Regions from separate parts of the Mus musculus genome. Here all the other regions are linked to region 2. A link is a contact called in public Hi-C and HiCAR-type data. All regions are on one chromosome and are shown on one strand. The core of a region is the stretch at or near the end of the contact, and the rest is flanking DNA. Distances in the headings are between cores, read along the strand shown.

The links. Hi-C and Micro-C count contacts between places; a contact is called where the count stands out from the background. HiCAR-type assays count read pairs that join an accessible place to other places.
Region 1: a HiCAR-type map of fibro-adipogenic progenitors shows a contact between it and region 2, with 6 times the contacts expected there. The contact joins two enhancer-like sites. A contact is called at or near these places in 2 of 484 Hi-C or Micro-C datasets (liver and uterus) and 4 of 115 datasets of contacts at active chromatin or transcription factors (embryonic stem cells, fibro-adipogenic progenitors and kidney).
Region 3: a contact with region 2 is called in a Hi-C map of liver, with 2.6 times the contacts expected there. The contact joins two enhancer-like sites. A contact is called at or near these places in 1 of 484 Hi-C or Micro-C datasets (liver) and 3 of 9 other capture datasets (embryonic stem cells, embryonic tail and embryonic trunk).

What each region holds. Positions count from the first base shown.
Region 1 is chr1:168,378,207-168,381,966 of GRCm38.p6, forward strand. All of the region lies in intron 2 of Pbx1 (pre B cell leukemia homeobox 1), which reads right to left. Gm51671 (a long non-coding RNA gene) reads left to right here. Exons shown (of 2, transcript XR_003948152.1): 2 at 1-3,760. Among named protein-coding and RNA genes, the nearest start is that of Gm51671, 34 kb to the left of the region's middle. Within about 2 kb of position 2,360, at least 36 of the 459 cell types and tissues checked have an H3K27ac peak or open chromatin away from gene starts, as enhancers often do. A contact at or near this core is called in fibro-adipogenic progenitors, where this site is marked.
Region 2 is chr1:169,164,787-169,168,775 of GRCm38.p6, forward strand. The region is part of intron 1 of Gm39697 (a long non-coding RNA gene); the gene reads right to left. Among named protein-coding and RNA genes, the nearest start is that of Gm39697, 6.1 kb to the right of the region's middle. Within about 2 kb of position 1,370, at least 21 of the 459 cell types and tissues checked have an H3K27ac peak or open chromatin away from gene starts, as enhancers often do. A contact at or near this core is called in fibro-adipogenic progenitors and liver, where this site is marked.
Region 3 is chr1:168,355,244-168,359,332 of GRCm38.p6, forward strand. The region is part of intron 2 of Pbx1 (pre B cell leukemia homeobox 1); the gene reads right to left. Gm51671 (a long non-coding RNA gene) reads left to right here. Exons shown (of 2, transcript XR_003948152.1): 1 at 1-4,089. Among named protein-coding and RNA genes, the nearest start is that of Gm51671, 11 kb to the left of the region's middle. Within about 2 kb of position 2,133, at least 82 of the 459 cell types and tissues checked have an H3K27ac peak or open chromatin away from gene starts, as enhancers often do. A contact at or near this core is called in liver, where this site is marked.

The DNA.
Region 1 (3,760 bases), core at 1,110-3,609, 790 kb before region 2:
TCAAAACTCTATCAATAACAATAAAGATACCCCATTCCTCAAAGGTTTTGATGAGGATGCAAGGAAACGATGTTTGCCAATGAACTTAGCACTGTGCCTATCCCAGGATAAGAACCAATAACACTCATAATTACCCATTTATTGACCTGTTTACTTATTCATGTATGTAGTTAGTTACTTATTTGGGGGGAGGGCTGGGACCTGGATTTCAGGGCCTTCCGCATGCTTCCCAAAGATTTCTCCCACTGACCTCCACTCTTAGTCTTCTTTCAATTTGGTATTTTGAGACAAGATCTTAACTGAGCTGCTTAGACTAGCCTTTGCTCTGTAACTCAGGTAGTCCTTGAATTCAACAATCCCCCTGCCTCCGCTTCCCAAGTAGCAAGGATTATCAGTCTGTGTACCAGGACTGACTATATTGCTATATTTAAAGGAACCGAATCATGTCAAGAATAAAGTAGGTAGCATTAGCAAAATCATCATCATCATCATCTTCTTCTTCTTCTTCTTCTTCTTCTTCTTCTTCTTCTTCTTCTCTCTCTCTCTCTCTCTCTCTCTCTCTCTCTCTCTCTCTCTCTCTCTCTCTTATTATTTTTATTTTGTAATTCATGAAAAAAACATGTGCTTCTTAAACCTTTACTGAAAAATCTCAGTGTGAGGCTGAGACGACTTTGGTCAGGTTTCCATCCTTTGCAGAGATTTCTAAATTGAGAACTTCGATGTCTGCAAAACATGATTCAGCTAACTAAACTTATTTTATTGGTACACTCCCAGGAATACCTTTCTCAGAGGAGATACACCCAACACGGCACTTAATCCTTGCAAGGTATTATTATGTAGCCTAATTTTTTCCTATCAAAACCAAAATAAAGATCGGAAGATGAGGTTCCCAACCACACATCAGAGGAGACAGATGAAGAGTGGAGAAGTCTTGGAGGCAGAGAAAAACCTCAGGAGGCACAGGAGATAATACATGAGGAGCCCAAGGACACTGACAGGAATGGTATGACTTCTGGCCTTGGCATTGCTGCTGCCCGACCTGTTCATACATGGTAGCAGCCCAAATTTGTAGGGCAGCCATTTAAAGGCTACTAGGAAACTCTCAGCAGCAGCTCTAAGGCCTGAATGGAAAGAGTCAAAAATTCTCTTTTTCATCCTTCCCCCCTGGGCTCTCATCTTTGGAGATTGCCATGGTGACCACCTAGAAGGCATCTTAGTAACCAATACCCATATCCTTTGCCTTTCCAGATGCCTGGCTCTTAAGCTCCAAGACTCTTTTAGGCATGTGGGGCCAAAGGTAGCCAAATTCCAAAGCCAACAGTGCTAGACATGCCCTCTCTCCCTCCCTCTCCTACTTCACCCCCTCCTCTGGTGACAGGCCACCTGTAATTGTCTCTTTGGTCTGACTTATTGGTGATGTGCATAATCCAATGCTGCTACTAACTGAGTCCTTGCCCAGAACACACACACACACACACACACACACTTTAGTGACTTTGGCCATGTCTAGTGACTGCTTCCCAGGGCCATCGCATCAATCCAATCAATGCTGGAACAGCTGGCTCTTAATAACACTGGATTAAACAAATCGATTACAGAAAGGTCAATTTGGTACCTAACATTTAGAATGTAGGGACCTGAGCATTTGGCATCTGTTGGGGACCAGTGCCATATAAGGTCAGGAATCTTACTCCGGAGTAGAATTCCTTACCTGAACAAAGGAAATATTGATCCTGAAAAAAAATAGTCATGGCTTTAATGTTCTTATATTTACTTGCATGAAGAAAACTGAATGAGGGGCAAAGATAGCACACACACTGTTTTAAAAATTCCTCGTGGTTGTGTGTGTATATAATACTGCATTCAACAAGACCAAGGTAAGAGGATCAAACTCCACGCATTTGTATTATAGTCAGAAAGGGGCCACCGGTTGGAAAGAACCGTGTCCACACATGTCCTTTGACCTCCTGAGAAGTGAAAACGGTTGAGACATCTCGGGAGATGCTCACAGTCCACCTGACATGTCATGCAAAGGAAGCCTGAGCCTCCAGTTGGCTCTGCCCCCTGGAAACCTGCTTGTCATTACCATGTGTGCTGTGAGAAGCCCAGCCGAATGCTGTAAAATGTGTGGAGCCCATGTTTTATGAGCTGCCTCCACAGTTCAGAGGGTGAAAACAGGCAGAGGGAAGCGGGATCGCAGACCCATCATCGGCCAGTTGGCAGACATCAAGATGCAGGCAGGAAGTCAGCCAATGCTACAAGTCACATGTCAACAGAAGTGAGGGAATGGGGTGGGGGCGGGGGTGAGCACAGGGGGAAGGAGTGAGAAAGAGAGATTGGGGGATGGACAGGACAACAGGACCACGTAGCAAGCAAAGGGAGGTATCTGTGGGCTGACCTGCTGCGGCCCGTGAACCCTGAGCACAGAAGGAATCACAGCCAGTTAGGGAAGAGCTGCCATCAGTGTCCTCATTTTAGACTCCTTGAGCCTCTGCCATAAAAGGAGGTGTGTCCTTGGTTAGGACATGTAATGCACTGTAAAATGAGAACGGTTGAACCACTGGTCCATAAAACAACAAAAGCAGCCCCACAGGGCTTTTACAAATTTACACACGCACACACACACACACACACACACACACACACACACACACACACAGACACACACAGAGAAGGGACGGGACCACACTTCTCAACAGGGAACACCTCAAGTCTAGGAATCAAATGCCCAGGTACTGCTAGGCATGGGCTGGACTGTGCTTGGCTTCAGATCGGTCATCCCACCAGACTGCCATCTCTTGAGTATATGGGAGTCTTCTAGTCAGATCCTACTTTATCAGCAAGACACCAAGGCCTGACAGATCCCCTAAAAATCACCTCTCTGGTTCCAAGTGCTTTAAGGGGTCTATCTTGTGGCAGGCTTAAATGGAGTGTGCTTTAGGGAAATCCTGCCTTTCACTCAAAATTGGTCAAGTCCTAAAGTGGGGTTTGAGTTCCGCATTTTCTTCCCTGCTTTCCCTAGAGATGGAGACGGGGAAGATATTTGCATTGTATCCACTAATTATGCATACTAGTTTATTTATTTAAACAAACAAACAAACAACAAGACCCATGCATAGCATGAGCTAGGTAACTAGCACTGTGCTGACAGCTGTGTCTCGTCCCTGCCCCCCCCGCCCCCGCCCCAGGGGAGAGTCAGAGCTCGCCTACACAGCGATCATAAAAACAGAGTGTGCACACCTTAGGACACAGACACACAGACCCTGCTCTGGGGATCCCAGGATGATCCTGGAGGGAGTTAAGCATAGCTTTACTGCAATCCTGACATTTGAGCAGGTGGCTGTGGAAGCTCACTAGGCTGCACCGAGCCACGGGAATGCACATGAAGCAAAGGACACTGTGCAAAGGCTAAGAGTCCACCAAGGGTGTGACCTGCTCCCAGAAGAAGGACAAGTTCAAAAGTGGTTGGGTTTTGGATTCAGTCCAGCCTGGTGTTTGAAATACATGTCTAAGAGATGGCCCTGATGGCGTGCCTACACATATGGTTATAAAACATTACACTTTGAAATGTGGAGCATAAGGCTTGAATGAGGGCCCCACCTACATCTTCTAGATGCTGAGAAACTAGCGCACAGGGTTCCTGTTGTTTGTTTTGCTTTGTTTTACCAATTTGCATTTCTTTAAGGTAGAAAGAAAAAAAATGCTTGAAATATTATCTATATATCTACATACACATGTATGCCAGGATATCTACATCGAA
Region 2 (3,989 bases), core at 120-2,619:
TTCTATTGACCCCTTTTTAATTAGATTTATTTATTTATTTATTTATTTATTTATTTATTTATTTATTTATTTGATTAGTTAGTTATGACAAAATGAGTTTTATTAGGATTTCTTACAGAGGCATGGGTCAGGGTTTTGGTTCCAAACATGGCCAATTTACCAATGACTATACCACTGAAGAATATGTGTCTCCTTCCCCCAGTGACTATTAACTGTCCTCATAAGCCCCTCCCTCCTGCATGATGGAACATTTATAGGCTTGTGAATATCATCTTAGCTGCTTCAAATGTGTGAGAGTAAAGGACACATGCCATTCTTGGAAGACATATTTCCATATCATGATACCCTGCCCGTCAACTCTTACATTCCTTCTGCCTTTTCTTCTACCATGTTTCATGATCTCTGGAGAGGGTAGTACAGATGATCTGCTCAGGACTAAGTATTTTTTTCTTGAATATGCTAGCTGTTCCCTCTCACCATTTTATTTTTAAATTTTCCATCTCGTAAACATTGGTGTGACTCAATCATGCACATTAGAGACTGTGGTACCTGAGACATAAAACAAATGAATCCTAACAGACATTGGTGCAGTAGTGACAGTGACAGTAGCAAACAAAGAAGGATCTACTAGTCAGGCTGTCTAGTTCTCACAAGATGACCTCACGCAGGTCATTTGTGACAGTAAAGTTGAAATGTTGCAGGTTCGAACAGTTAGACACCCACAGGCTGCTTGATACGTGATACACGGATGCTTTGTGCACATTAGTTCTTACACTCCAAATCCCAATACTGATCTATAAACAAAAGCAACAGCATCAAGTGAAACACTTATCTCCTTGTCCAGAGTGGGCATGTCTGTTTAGTGGCCTAACTCAGGTCAGAGTTCAGGGTGCCAGAGATCACCTCTGAGCCACTACACCATTGTGTTTGCCCAGGTCTGAGTCCACTCCTTTAGAATCTGCTGGGGAACCACTGAAAAATACAAGAGGGCCAGACTCTTGAAGCTGTTTATCCATTGAGAGGATATTTTCAGCGGTCTGGGTTCAGTCAAGGTCAGTGAAAAAGTATCAATGACTCCTCCCGCACACCTCCAAGTTTGTCTCAAGAAATAGAGTTTTCAAGTTTAGCATCTACTCATAGGGTTGCTCTTTCCCTGTCTCTTCCCTGATCCATTCTTTTTTATGAAAAACAAATTTTCAGAGCTATAGGACTGGTTGGGCTGATATGTTACTTCCTGCTTTTAGAGCCAAGAGACCTTTTCAGCGCTTAGTTGAAATCTCAATTTGCTTTTCAAGCAGTTATGGTGTCTTACTAAAGTCACCATTAAATGAGTCCAAGCTAAATAAATCAGCCAAGTATCAGTTACATAACCTTTCAAAGGAATGTGATGTAAGAATCCAAAGACCTTGTTTTGCAAGCCTCTGTCTGGGAAAGTGTCGAAAGCCTCTCTCCAAACCTAAGTGGTTTTGTATTCCTCATCCACTAATAAAAATAATAAATGGCTATAAAACTCTAAGTCACCTTTTATTTTCCACACAAATATGTCACTCCAAGAGATGCCAAACCACTCCCATCTCTGAGATTTGCTGAAGCAAGAAGCAGCAGGCTGTGACAGAATCAATGCATTGAATAGTAGCCAAAAATGTACTAGTGGCAGCAGAGTTCCCAGCCTGAGTCCAAATCCTGTGGGGTTTCCCATAAGAAGGTGATTCTTCGGAGAGATGATCTGTATGCTAACTCCATACACATCTTCTAGAAGAGAGATCTACTGTAGCCCCAAGGGCAATATGAACCAAGGTGAGTTCACATGAAGGCTGCCGGGAGCAATGGTCAGGCTAGTTGTTTACACTGCTTGTTAATTCAGAAGGCTCAATTCTAAAATAAATCATTGAACCTCTTGTTCCAAAGTAGGGACAACAAATGATGCTCACGTGAACAGTGATACTACTGTCATTAAAGTTTTTTTTTTCTCCCAGCCAATGTGTCCTTTGCATCCTCACCCAACTTACCCTTCCCTCCAAATAAAAGAAACCCTGTGACAGCTTGGCTGTTCACTACTTCCTCATCAGTAAGAGACAGGGTCCAATGGAGGTCTACTCACCACTGTGCTCATGTTCTTAAGGAGGATTTTATGTTTCTGGCATCCTCTTCTTAACGTTTTTGTTCTGTAGCTTCTGTGTTCTGCCATCCTCTCCCAGCATTGTATGCTGGCCCAAAATTACAGGCCCAATTGGTCATTGGCTGAACCCCCAGAACTACGAGAAAAGTAACGCTTTATTCTGTAAGTTACTTCACAGGTATTTTATTATAGTGATAGAAAGCTCACTAATATACTAGCTCGTCCTCCTGTGTCTAGACTGTTCAGATTTGAGGACCGGGAGATCTGTGTCCATTTGGACTACTCAGAGTTTAGCATGGAGGTACTAGACCACAAAGAATGTTGGTCATCTTCTGTCCAACATATCTGTAGTCTCAAATGATGTTTGAGTCTCATCTTGCATGGTAGTGCATGAAGGTGAAATAATGTACCATCGATGGCTTACAGGGATGCTAGATTTGTTATTTATCAACAGAGGATAGGGGAGAACTATAGCAATCTGTGAAGCACAAACCATCTCTCAAGGATTTCCTGAAAGTAACTTTTCATCTACACCGACACATAATTACAGATTTGTTTCTTTTTCAAAACCAGTTTCTCTCTGCCATTCTATCTTCCACCCTGGTCAAGGGGTTGGTGGCATGTTCTTCTTATGTATATATAAGTGACCTGGAATGTCCAATCCCTGTCTTTCAGCAGCCAAGGGCTGCTGTTATAGTCGCATGCCAACATGAGAAGGAAAGCAACAGCCATTCATTAGCAACCACTGTGTGTTGGTTTTGTGTTTTGTTTTGTTTTGTTTTGTTTTGTTTTGTTTTGTTTTGTTTTGTTTTGTTTTGTTTTGTTTTGCTTTACAGTCCTGGGGATTGGTTGAACCCAGGATTTCATATGTGATTGATAAATACTCTTCTCCTTGCAGTTCTTATCTTTATTATCTTCATAGCACCTTTCAATAAGCATTGAGAAGTGGAAATAACTCAGCTGAGACCTTACTGTCTATCTGATCCTCCCTGTGGTCTATACCAGCCCGACCTAATGCACACAACACTTGCTGGTGAAAATGTTTTTATCTGTCTGGGATAGAGAGCTATTCTCTTCTCGCTGGCACAATGTTATCCTCCTGCTACAGACGCATAGGTTGGAGGTTATACAGGGAGTCTATCCTTGTCAGAAGGAATAGAAGGCCAGTTATGCGAGTTTTTGTGTCTCATAAATCACAAGCTTCCATACTTGAAAATCTGAAGTCAGCCTGCTCAGCCAGAATTGAGAGATGGTCACTTTGCCTTTGGCGCCATGATACCAGAGTCATTTACAGAGCAGGTACCAATGGCCCTGCCGACTGCATGTCATCTCATCCATCATGTGAAACTAAACCAACAAGGCATGAAGAGATGGTGCGGAAACTCTTGTCAGAGGGTCAGACCACTTCATCAAGGAGCCTGGACAGTGTTTAGGATACTGGGCCAATGTAATGGGCCATTTGGGACAGGCTTTTAAGGCATGTTTTTCCATAAGTGAGGGGGGACAAAGTCCAGAAAGAAGTTTCCCTTTAATTCTTTTCAGCAATCAGTTCTAAGCAAGTTCTTCATCAATGAAACTGTACTAGTAACTCCCTACTGGTTTCTCTTAACCATTCTCGGGTTTTTCTCTATTCTCTGCTACTCAAGTGAATCATCTGGATGAGATGAGAAATGTTACTATGTTCAATTATTATTTATTGTTGAGTGCACTGTAAAATAATATGACCATTGCGCCAATCTATGACAAGCTAGCTCAGTGCCATGCAACATGCCAAGTTCAACTCTCAGCTTTCTGTTCCTGATACCAGTTCTGCTGCTTGCTACCATGATTCCTGTCATGGGGCACTCTCATACCCGTGGAATCTTAAGAC
Region 3 (4,089 bases), core at 883-3,382, 810 kb before region 2:
CAAGGGAACTTATGCACATTCATGGACAAACACCTCTCTCATCAATAATCCACTGATGTTTAGATGGTCCCTAGAGTGAGATGTTCCCATTTAATCAGAAAGTGTCCCTGTGAACATCTTGTACCTGAGAATTGCACAAATCTGCGGAGTTCAGGGACATGCCAGAGAGATGTGGAAAGTGCCTGAATCAGCAAGCTGAAACTTTGGAGGATAGCAAAGCTGTTCTACGTGCCCTGGACTCCTGAAAAGCCTGCTAATACAGTGGTCTCCCAAGAATCTGCCATCTGGTAGACAAGGATAAAGTAAAGGGTCAGTCAAACACCTTGATGGGTGATGTTTCTTTCTGTTGTCCCCAACAAAATGTCACTAGAGTTCAGGACACGTCTCATAACTGAGGGCAAAACTGTCCTCTAGTCATCTTGAACCTCCTTGGTCACAATCTGTCAGTTCCTCAAGAGCAGGGTCAAAGCCATCAACTTGCTGCTTGGACTGAAGAGCTGCCTACTGCATAACAGGACTCCCTCAACTCACCTGGCTTGGGGGATAAAGAGCCAGATGCCTGGGTCCCACCCGGCATCTGCAAGCACTTGAACTAGGGAGGCCTTTGCTTCTAACTGACTGTAGCTGCTATCAACCTCACTGCCTTCCTGCCAGAGCCACAAAAGCAACACACTGATGCATTTTTAATCTCAGTTTTATTTGCACCCAACTTTTTAATGTTAGTTTCTCAAATAGCTCCACAAGGAAGAAACCATATACGGCTCGGCTCGGCCTCCTGGGAAAAAACAGCCTTCAATACTAGGGAGGGCATCTGCAGTTTCTTGTAAACTCTAGAAAATTCTCTAAGCACCATTCTGATTACACGCTGAATTCAGTGAGATCACCCAACGTGATAACCTCATTGGTATTTCGTTTTTTTCTCCTCAGCCCCAGCTGGAGAATTTTTCCCCTCATTAAAATTAACAAGGTCAGTTTCCCAAGCTCAAGATACGAAGCAACTCCTGGTGGTGGGGTTTTGTTTCTTAAATTGAGCTACAGCTCTCTAAGTGCAGAGTTATACTAAGCGTCATTTACTTTATTGCTATGTAATAAGAAACCAAAATGGAAGGCCTTAGCCATCCTCCTAACACACCCTACACTTCAGCAACCACATGCAAACACGCACAGACCACACATCCCCCAACTCAGCCCCCAGGCTTCTCTGTCTTTTGGCCACAAGATAATCTCACTGCTCTTTAGAAGCAACAGCTTAGTGGAAGAAATTCAGAACTCAGAGGAAGGCTCGGTCACCCTGAGTGGCTGACAAAGTCACAGTGTCCGCAGGAAATAGGTTATAAGGTTAAAAGGTACAAGCCGAGAGGAGGGTTTTTGTCCCCCACAGGTGTGCGGAGTGGCCCCAGGTGACCAGATAGCTGAAGTGTAATGAGTCTCCACTGACAGTCAAAAGCCAGAAAGCAATTCTACCAAACACTTCAAAGAATACTATGTCAAAAAATAAAATGTGTGCTCAAAGCCACAATCCCCAATCGTGGGGAAATGGATGAAAGCAGGGAGGATCAACACCAAACTCATTGCTACACACATCTTACATTAACGAACGCATTGTTTAAAATGAATTTAAAAATCCAACTTTGTAAGCAAGATAAACACTACCGAGGTGGAGCAGCATACACACTTTGCGCTAGCTAGGCACACACAGACACCTTACTCCAAGCTGGAAGAAGCTTCATTTAGGGAGGCCACAGAGAAAGCAAGCAGCCCTGTCCAGGCACACCTCTCAGTCATCCTTTCAACAGGATCATCTGTGGCTAACCCAGCCACTTCCCTCTCTCCCTCCTCTCTGCACCCCTCCCCCCTACCATCACCACACAGGCGCTCGAGCGCGTGCGCGCGCGCGAACACACACACAATACACACATACACACGTGGACATACACACGTGTTTCAACACAAATAAAAGCTAACTGTAATTGAGATCAAAGAGGAAAGGAAGAGGAAAAGAAGATGCTGGAGACCAGCTCTGGGTGGAGGGGGTAGCTGCTGGTTTGTGGAGGCCATTTCCCTAGGCCAGGCTGGGAAGGGGGAGCTCCCTCGCGGCTGCCATTGTTGGCTGATCAAAGTCCAATCAGAAAGTAAGGGAGGAAACTCCGCCAGCCTCATGTGATCTGTACAGGAAGCCAAGTGTACAGAAAATGAGCTGTGTTTGTGAATAAGGCGCACCAAGACATCTTTACTAAGCATGGCAGGCAGAGAGAGAGAGAGAGAGAGAGAGAGAGAGAGAGAGAGAGAGAGAGAGAGAGAGAGAGAGAGAGAGAGAGAGAGAGAAACACTGACTCTCTATTTGAAGCTGTACCATAACAAGCCTTAATAAGTTAATGCAAAAAGCCTCCCAAGGAGTCTGGCTATAGGAGACACAGGTCTCTACTGAATCAAAATTCTGTTATGTTGTAATATAATAGATGTAAATTAAAACAGAAAATCTATCATGCCTCTAATGTACCCTGATAGCTGAGTCTGTGGATCCGGACGAGCAGAGGCACCCGGAGGAAGGGTGATATATGGCGGAGCTGGATGGAGGGTGAAAAGCGTGGCGAGATGAGCGGGAGAATGGCGCAGCCCGCTTGCGCTCCTCAGACCCAAGGGCAAGAGACGAATAAATGTTGATTAGTGTTGATTTTGTCCGACAAACGCCTGTCGAGTGACAGTTGGGCTAAGCTGCACTGAAAGAGAACCATTAATCTTGGTCTGGTTTAAGTAGAGTATATTAATTTGTGTCATTTTTACTAAGTCGCGCTGAGAAAGGCCTCTCGCTGCTTTGCATCTGACTGCTTTGGTGGTTGAGCCTTAATCCCCCTCCCCTCCCCCCCAACCCCACCCCCCGTTTTCTAAAACAGATACTACGGTGGCAGCGGTGGCAGCAGCAAATTCAAATGGCACAGCAGGGGAGCAGGGGACTGAGAGCTCCTCTCTTGGATTAAGAAAGTAAACTCCCAGGGTGTTGGCATGGCAACAGCATTGCAGATGAACTGCTATATATTCAGTGATTAATAAATTAACATTTTTTACAGTTGTTCCTCCGTTTCTCTCCACCCCCACCTTCACAATAACCCCCCTCCCCCATACACACTTCACCCTTCTCTAAGCTGCATCTCTTGCCTCAGTGTAGGGGAAGGAAAGAAGAGGAGCCGACACAGCTTGTGAGTTTGTGCCAGCCCACGACTGCTGTCTCTACAGACCTACAGCAAGGCCTCTGGTCACTTAGGATGCTGTCAGCGGGCAGTGGGACCAGCAGACAGATCCATGAAGAAACCCATGCCTGTGCTTCATTGGACAGGGCGCCAAGCGAGAGATGTTGCCAGCAGCATGCCCTAGCCCCAAGCTTGGGTCTTTCAAGCCCTGGCAGGCTAGGAAATAAATGAGAGATCTTCTCTCCACAGAACTGTCCCTCAATGTCAGTGATAGAATGGGGATAACTAGCTTCCCATAGGTGTGTTACACACACACACACACACAACACACACAACACAACAAAACAAAAAAAACCAACAAGCAAACAAAAAACCTTGCATCACGGGGTGGTGTGAGTGTATAGACAGAGAGCTGATATTTCTTCTCTTGGGAGTTTCTGGTCCTCCCATGCATTAAGTCAGTGGATGTGGACAATTCCAGAAATGGAACTTGACCAGAATTCTGAGAGAGCAGAGAGAGGCAACAGACTTTCAAGGCTGCCCTGTAAGGCCGGTCCTGACAGTTCCAACTCAAACTCAGGATGCACTGTTTCCATAGAGCCTTGGGAAATGCTTATCTATCGAAGTGTGGATTTGGCTTTCCATAGCTTTGCCCTGTGGATCTCATTACTATAGCCATCCTATTGTCTTGGGCAGCTCAACTGCCATGGACTGGGAGGGATTCTGCAGAAAGCCACTAGCACAGGCTCCATCTGTGAGAGTGAGTGAGCCCCAAAAAGTCCCTATCACCCCAGAAAGTCCCAGCTCCAGATCAGGAACCGAAGAGGAGAGACACTCGGTGAGCAGCCTAGGAGCTGCCCCCAAATAAGAAAAGAAACAATTTATTCTGTGCACACTGCAG